Linked DNA regions of Pan troglodytes: region 2 is linked to region 1. The links are chromatin contacts, called in public Hi-C maps. All regions are on one chromosome and are shown on one strand. The core of a region is the stretch at or near the end of the contact, and the rest is flanking DNA. Distances in the headings are between cores, read along the strand shown. Region 1 holds the start of ZNF783 (zinc finger protein 783). Region 2 holds the start of ZNF746 (zinc finger protein 746).

Region 1 (4,205 bases), core at 1,641-4,140:
CACCTTGCTTGGCCTGGGCCACTGCGGTCCTGCCCACCTGATTTCCCCACTTCCAGTCTTCTCCCCCACTTCCAGCCTTCTCCCCCACTTCCAGCCTTCTCCCCCACTTCCAGCCTTCTCCCCTACTTCCAGGCTTCTCCCCGACACTACACTTTCCACAGAGTAATTGTTAATCTTTTTTTTTTTTTTTGAGACGGAGTCTTGCTCTGTCGCCCAGGCTGGGGTACAGTGGTGCAATCTTGGCTCACTGCAACCTCCACCTCCCAAGTTCAAGCGATTCTCCTGCCTCAGCCTCCCGAGTAGCTGGGACTACAGACACCCGCCACCACACCCAGCTGATTTTTATATTTTCAGTAGAGACAGGCTTTCACCATATTGGCCAGGCTGGTCTCAAACTCCTGACCTTGTGATCCGCCCGCCTCAGCCTCCCAAAGTGCTGGGATTACAGGCGTGAGTCAGTGAGCCACCGCTCCCGGCCTGGTAATCTTTTAAAAACACAAATAGATCATTTCAGTCCCCTGCTTAAAACTCTTCAATAGCTTCCCAGTGTACCTGGCATAAGATCTAGACTTCTTCATGGCCCAGCCGACCTCTCTTGACCTTGAGCCATCCAGTTCCTGTCGTGCTCCAGCCATGCCAGCCTCCTGTGGATTCCGAGGACCCACCCGGCCCTCCTCCAACTTCACATCAGCTCTCGATATGCATCCTCTGTATGCCTGAGTCTCTCTCGTTTTTAAGATTCTAGCATAGACAACGCATCCTAGAGATTTTCACTGCCCCTCGTCCTTAGCACTAGTAATCTATAATTGCTTCATTCATTCAATAACAATTACTGAACACCTATCATAGTAAATGTACAGTGAAGATGAAGAAAAAACTGATGTGGTTCTTCCTTCTCCAGGAGAAAAATTCTGTGTAGGAATACTTATAAACAACAACAGTGTGATAGGATGGGCTAACAAGAGTCCAGGGCAAATCTGTCCCTTTTGGGGAGTTTTTTGGGATCTCAAGTGCTGCAGGAAGGGAGGAGCAGGTGGACAGGAGTGATCTGAAAGGTAGTGAAGCAGTGAGCCCCAGGCTAGGGGGAGTGGATGATGTCACCTTCTAGGGCCCCCTCTTCCCACGGAACAGGACTATAAACCTGCAGAATCCTCAACCCTTTTTCTCTCCCTTGCACTCAGGGAACCCAAAAAGAAGCTCAGCACGCTCACTAAGAGGAAGGAGAGGAAGTTATACTTTAATTAAAAGTATCCAGAAAAATCAAGGTTTCAAAACCTTCACTGAGGTGTATTAATAATAGTAGGTATCATCTATTGAGCCTTTACAAGCGTTTTCCAGTATGTCAAAAATGGCCAAAGGATTATCATCTCCCAACTGGACATACTGCACTATATCAAACCAAGATTCTAAAATCTGCTAACTGCCCTAACTTATATAGATGAAGATGCCAAAAAAAAACTGATGTGATTCTTCCTTCTCCAGGAGAAAAATTCTGTATAGGAATACTTATAGTGTATTCTTATGAATAAACTTATTCATATAGATATGTATCTGGACAGATAGATAGATAGTTAGACAGATATAAATGAGACAGGCACCTGCGCCTGTAATCCCAGCTACTTGGGATTGGGAGGCTGAGGCAGGAGAATACCTTGAACCCGGGAGGCAGAGGCAGAGGTTGCAGTGAGATGAGATCCCGCCACTACACTCCACCCTGGGTGAGAGTGAGACTCTAAGAAAAAAAAAAAAATATATATATATATATATATATATATATATACACACACACACACACATATGTATATATATAATTTTTTAATTAAAAAATTTTAAAATGGCCGGGCGCGGTGGCTCTCGTCTGTAATCCCAGCACTTTGGGAGGCCGGGGCGGGCAGATCACGAAGTCAGGGGTTCGAGACCAGCCTGGCCAACACAGTGAAACCCAGTCTCTACCAAAAATAGAAAAATTAGCCAGGCGTGGTAGCAGGCGCCTGTAGTCCCAGCTACTTGGGAGGCTGAGGCAGGAGAATCCCTTGAAGCCGGGAGGCGGAGCTTGCAGTGAGCCGAGATCGTGCCACTGCACTCCATCCAGCATGCGCAACAGAGCGAGACTCCCTCTCAAAAAAAAAAAATTAAATAAAATCTGCTACAGTAATCTTTTTTAAAAAAATCTACAATCTCTCTTGTAAACGACACAATCTTTCTCTTTGGCAAAAGTAGAATGAGGCGTTTTAAAGTGTCTAATTCCAAAATCCCTGCGCCGGCGTGAGGCTCCCGCCTCTAACAGATGCGTGACCCTGGGCCTGTCCCTTCCCATCTCAGCCTCCGCTACTGTCCCGTGGGGCTGGCGACCCCTGCCCGCCCAGCCTGCTGTGGGGGGGCCGCGAGGCCTCAAATGGGACAATGCTTCTAAGGCGCGGCCTCCTCGTCGCCGAGCGTGACTCTGGGGCCCGGCCTGGCTGAGGCCGCAGATGAGCCGGATCATCAGCCGCTGACGTCGGGGCCCCGCCCGCCGGGCCTGGCATTTGGGCCGCCCGGTCAATGCCCTCGACGCGGGCTGGGCGATGGGCCGGGGGAAACGAGCGCGGAGGCTGCGCGCAAGGCCCTCTCACCCGGCGGCCCCGCGAGGCCAGAGTCCCTCGCGCGGGCTCACGCGGCGGCGGCCTGGGCCTTCCGGGCGTCCGCGGGGCCGAGGGTGCTTACCCGGGTAGGCGCCGCTTCGGCCATGGCTGCCCGCGTCCCTCGCTGGGTTGCAATCCCTGGACCCGGCCTGTCGGGCCCGGGGCGGCGCGGCGGCGACGGCGGAAGCGGAGCGGGACCCGCCTAACCTGAGAGCTACTGCCGGGCGGCCGCGAACTGCGTCCCGAGCCACGTGCCCCGCGGGCCCTTTAAAAAAGAGCTGCGCTCGGCGGCCGAGCTTGAGGACGCGCACAGCGCCCCCTGCAGCCCGTAGGACCGCACGCCCGCGGCCGCCGCCCCGCGCCCGCCCGAGGCCTTCAGCGCCCGCGGCGTCCGGGACCCAGGCGCGGCCACCCACCCTCACCCGGGGCGCGGGAGTTGACGCCAGGGCGGGCGTGCCACGGCCTCCAGCGGGGCTACGTCAGGCGTAAGCCACTCCCGGGCCAGCGCGGCGCCCAACCTCTCTCTGCGTCCCACGCGGGAGCCGGGAGGGCTGGGGGAAGGAACCGCACTGGAAAGTGCGAAACCTCGCGAGGGAAAGCTGCGTGGGGAACGGGGGCGGCCCTCGCCGCGGCTCCAGTCCGGACCGAGACTCTGTTGCAGCGCCTCCCACGCACCACAGAACTGAGTTGGGGAAAGTAAAAAGGATACGTGTGTACCCAGGGAGAAGCCAGGGAAACTTACATGAACGTTTTTAAAGTCTCTTTTAAATTTGACAGAACAAACGTGAAGATGGTAGGATCTTTTTTTCTTTCCTAAGCCTGCCCTCCCCTCCTGGGGACTCTGGGGTCCCTTCCTCCTCCCGGGGCCCGCCTGGTGAAAGTCCTCAGCCACCCACGAGTACCCTTCTGTAGCTTTGGTCCAGGCTGAGATCACAGCAAGTGTGAATCAGTCCATCCCTCATTTAGGCCCTGAGGCATCTTGAATAAACCGCAGGACCCATTTTCCTCGGCCTGTGCTGAGGCATATTGAACCACATGTGCTGTACGCAGTTGAAGCTTTGTTTTCTGTCTTTTCTGCATTTCCCATTCATCTTACAGTCTTTGTCCAACAAGCTGGCAAACTCTTCCCGCTAGAAATCTGCAGTTTTGTTTCTTTCTGTGTTTGGGTTTGTTTGGGGTTTTTGGTTTTGGTTTTTAGTTTTTTTGGGGGGGGGGAGGTGGTGAGGGTGAGAAGTTATTTTCACAAATATTTGAGCCAAGCAAAAGCGTGGTCAACTATCAGAAAAAAACACCAACTGATATCCTAAGTAAGGTGAACCCCAAAATTTGCAGAAAGGTTAGGACGTGTTACTTTAAGGTAACAAATCAAATAAATATTTGGCATTATTCATTTCGGAAATTCTTGTTGAACTATCCCAATCTAAGACACAAACTGCAAGTATGCACTAAAGACATTAAGAGCATCCCTAGGATCTTATCAGGGATCAGTCCAATCTCTTCAGGATTATAAAATACCAGTAAATGGTGACGTTATAGAATAACAGGTAAGGTCCAATGCAAACAGAAAGGGTCAGGAAAATGGGC
Region 2 (4,306 bases), core at 1,242-3,741, 240 kb before region 1:
TTGAAAATGCTTTATGATTTTTCTTCTAGGAATACTCAGCAGGAAGGTGGAGACTGTAGGGGCTGCAGAAGTATTAGAGCAGAGGAGGGGCATGATTCTTTGGACCACAGTTGATCACACCACACAGAGCAATCAATTAAGACTTGTACTAAATCATTACTTTATGTTGCCTAAACCTGCCCAGTATTAGGCACTGCAGGAGAGACAAGAGAAATAAGATATAGTCCCTGCTCTCAGGGAACTTATAATCCAAGAGGTGAGTTAGGAACTACTACCTTGTATTGTAATTTTTTTCTCAGTGCCAAATGAATGGCACTGAGAATAAAAATTATTAGAGTTGGGACAATGCAGAGCTTGCTGCAGGCGTGATTGGCATGGAGAGACTTAACTGGAAGAATTAGGGCATATGCTGGTCTGGAAAAGGTGTGAGAACTTCGGGTGGGCAAGAGGAGAGGGGAAAAGCATGAGGAAAGGCACAGGAGTGGAAACTCTCATGCCTGCTTTTGACACCTGTGCCCAAAATGGAGGGAAAGGCTTTGGAAGCCTCATATATCAATACAAGGAGGTTTGTCTTCATTCTTTTTACAAATAGAGGCTGGAAAACCAGCACCAGAGATGCTCTGCAATAGATGCCTGTCTTCAGTGGAGGACAGAGCAAGTCATCATTACCCTAACTTGGCTGTCTGCAGAGCCCCAGCTTCACCCTTACCTCGACCCCTACAAGGAACTTGTTAAAAAGAGACCTTCTTTTAAAATAAGTTTTCTCCACATTACTCAGGACCCATCCCAAAGACATTTTGATTCAGTAGATATGAGATGGGATCCAGAAATCCATATCCTTCACAAGCTTCCCCAGAGACTGATGCAGCTGCTCTGAGAGCCAGGCTTGGAAATTACTACCTAGAGATGACCCTGGCATATCCGACTCAGCCTGTCAAAAGGGAACTTTTAAAATTGCACACTAAAAATGTCTCTTATTTCTAATGCACTGTATTTCTGTCACCCAGGCTGGAGTGCAGTGGTGTGATCTCCACTCACTGCAACCTCTGCCTCCCGGGTTCAAGCGATTCTCGTACCTCAGCCTCCCCAGTAGTTGGGATTACAGGTGCGTGCCACCACGCCTCGCTAATTTTTTCTATTTTTAGTAGAGACGGGGTTTTGTCATGTTGCTCAGGCTGGTATCAAACTCCTGAGCTCAGGCAATCCACCCATCTTGGCCTCCCAAAGTGTTAGAATTACGGGCGTAAGCCACTGCGCCCGGCCCTAAAATGCTTTATATCTTCCTACATCAATTTTTTTTGGGGCTGTCATCCAGCTCACACCTCTACTACCACCCTCTGGTCTGAAATGCTCTCTGCCTATCAATATTTTGCCAATTCTTCAAGATCCAGCTCAAATTTTATCTATTCTGTATGGTCTGCCTTCTTTGAAAAAGATTACAGATCTCTCACATATTTTCTTATCAGCGTGTGCTAGGCAGTTGGCTAGTTAGTCTTGGGGAATACACAGATGAGCAAGTCGTGTTCCTGAAAGGCAATGAGCCTCTGAAACTACGTGGGGGCCCGTCCAAGGCGCCCTCCTTCCCCTGCTCTGGTTGGCCTCTTTGAGAACATTTAAATTTTTATTTTTCTCTCCTTGTTTAAAAATACTATCCTTGTCATGGAAAAATAAAAACATGAATTGGAAAAAATTAGAAAAGGCATAAAAACGGCCCGTGGTCTATTAAAGGAATAGACCTTTAATAGAACTACTGAGGCCATGTTGATATATATGCTTCCAAACTTTTCAAAACTGTAATTATACATGTACACAGTATATGACGCTACATATGTCCTATATTGTTTTAAAATGTTATTTTTAAAACAAAGACAGGATCGTCCTGGACAGGCTTTTTCTCTTAAAACATCATGAACATCTGTCCCTACCAAGACCTTCACCGAAATAATTTTAAATGATGGTATTGCGTCCCATTGCTCATGCCATTAAAAAAATGTACTGTAATAAACCCATTACAGAAAATGCTAAGTGGTTGCCTACCGGGGTTTACCGAACTATATTCCTGTTGTTGGAAGTATTTATTCCATTTCAAACACAGGTGGGCATGAGTTACATCTGTCCTCCCCAAAATAGCCTAAACCTCCAGACCCAGGACCTCGGGCAGGAGAAGTGCCCGTGGGGCGGGGGAAGGGGAGCCGGGCATCCCAGGGCGAGGGGGCCGCCCTGCCCGGAAGCCCGTGCTCGCCCGCGGGCGCGGCCAGGCGGGTCCCATGAGGGGGACCCTTTCAATAACCGAGTCCTCGGGCTGGGCCGCGGGGCCAGCGCAGTGACTCCCCCCGCGCTCGGCAGTCCGGCCGGGGTCGCAGGGTCGCGGGGTCGGCCCGGGGTCGCTGGGTCCTCCCGTCGGGCCCCGCGGGCGGGGCTGGGCGGGGCGGGGCCGCGGGCAGGCGGGCGCAGCGCCTGCCGTTCGCCTCTCAGGCTGCAGGTGGGGCTGTGCGGCCGCGCTGCCTCCAGGAAGCCTCACGGGCCTTCGTCTGCCGGGCCGCGGCGCCGGCTCCCAGGATGCAGTGTGGACCGGCCGGGCGCTGACGGAGGCGGCGCGACTGCGGGCGGCGCGGCGCAGGGGCAGCCAGCGAGGAGCGGCGGCAGAGGAAAGGCCAGGCAGGCGCCGCCTGCGGAGAGCACCGGGCGGCCGGGCCTGCGTGGTGCCGCGCGCGGCGGCGGCGACGACTTCCTCCGGGCCGGGCGGGACAGCGCAGGGCCATGGCCGAGGCGGTCGCGGCTCCGGTAAGGGCGACCCGCGCGCGCAGGGACTCGCGGCCTGGGGGCCCCAGGCGGCCCGGCCCCGGCACACGGCGCCGCAGGCCCTGGGGAGGGGTTCCGGGGTCCGGGCCGGACCACCGGGCCTGGGGCTCCCGCGAATGGGGCGCGGGGTCCGCCGGGGCCTACTGCGCCGGTCGGCCGGGCCCCCACTCCGAGCCGAAGCCGAGCGCTGGCGGAACGGTTGTCCCCGCGCCGGGGCCGCCCCACGCCAAGTTCTTTGGGCCCTCCGGGGCTTCCTGCCCCCGCCGCAGCCGCTGTCCCCTCCTTCTGGGTGCCCCCCCACCCGCGGCTCCTTTCTCTGCCTGGCGCTCGGCCTGTAGGTCCCTCTCCATCTCCCCCGCAGCGGCCTGGTGGCACCTGGGAGGTGTCCGGCTTCGAATCCGCATACACCGACACCCACTACGTGCCCAGCTTCCCGGGGTCGGCGCGGAAGGGAATATAGAGCCACGCACTTCAACAAGCCCTGTTGAGGCGTTAGTCTGTCCTCACAGCAAGCCTGTGGGATGGGTACTGGTGTTAATCTCTGTCATACAAAAGAAAAACCCGGGGCCTAGAGAACTTAACTTGCCCAGGCTTACCCAGCTGGAAAGTGTGAAAAGACACACAGTGGCTGTGTGTTCAAGGACCAGGCAGACAGGTACGCGGGCAATAATCGTGCAAAACAGAAAGGGGTGAGTGCTGGCGCCCAGGTGGAAGCTGGCGGTTGGCTCCGGGGGAAGGAGTGTCAGGGGGCCTCTTGGTACCGCTGTCCACCCCTCCTGGCCTGATGCTCTGCGCCTCTGTGATTTGAGCCGGGCTTTTAGGGAAGGCTAGGATTTCAGGCCCAGCTAGACCGGTGGTGCTTTCAGGGAGGGAGGAGTGCCTGGGCAAAGGCGCAGAGAGACGGGACAGTGCAGGGCGTGTGCAGGCACAGAAAGGAGTCCATGAGCCTGGAGAAGATGGTTTTGGTTTGGAGGCAGTGGGAAAGGAGTCTGCAGAGAGAGACTAAGAAGGGGTTTGCATGCCTGGACTTCATCCTGCGGGTGGGCAGTGGGTGAGGGATCCGGCTCCTCTTACCATCAGCTCCTCTCAAGCAAAGAGTTTCAGCTCCCCTGGCAGGAGTCCAAGGACAGCCCCACATATTCCAGCCACTTGTCAGTAAGAAGCTGGGCTGGAGTGAGCAGCGCAGTCGCCACCTCCCACCACATAGTGTGAAGGCCTTACACAGGGTTTCCTGGCCCCATCAGAACTGTAAGAAAACCATGCACCTTGTTGTCCATGAGTAAAAGACTAATATTTTCTTAATAAAGTAGTTTAGCAGAGGTCCCTTTCATGCCACACAAAGCCCATAATAATGCACGTGGAGGATGGGTAGGATTTCAGTGGATGGGGAGCTGGTGACCAGTTGAAAGGAAGCTTCTGGAGTAAACTCTTGGCGTCTGGGATCACGTGACAGGGATTGATCTGAGAAAGGAGAGGTGAGGGAAGGAACAGTGGCCTTAGGTGG

Evidence for each region. A called contact is a pair of places that touch in the nucleus more often than the background predicts.
Region 2: a Hi-C map of stem cell-derived neural progenitor cells shows a contact between it and region 1, with 4 times the contacts expected there. The contact joins the promoter of ZNF746 here to the promoter of ZNF783 in region 1. A contact is called at or near these places in 1 of 7 Hi-C or Micro-C datasets (stem cell-derived neural progenitor cells) and 1 of 1 datasets of contacts at active chromatin or transcription factors (stem cell-derived excitatory neurons).

What each region holds. Positions count from the first base shown.
Region 1 is chr6:164,413,784-164,417,988 of NHGRI_mPanTro3-v2.0_pri, reverse strand. ZNF783 (zinc finger protein 783) reads right to left here and starts at 2,890. Exons shown (of 8, transcript XM_063815765.1): 1 at 2,704-2,890. The coding sequence starts at 2,727.
Region 2 is chr6:164,657,375-164,661,680 of NHGRI_mPanTro3-v2.0_pri, reverse strand. ZNF746 (zinc finger protein 746) reads left to right here and starts at 2,491. Exons shown (of 7, transcript XM_009454474.3): 1 at 2,491-2,784. The coding sequence starts at 2,761.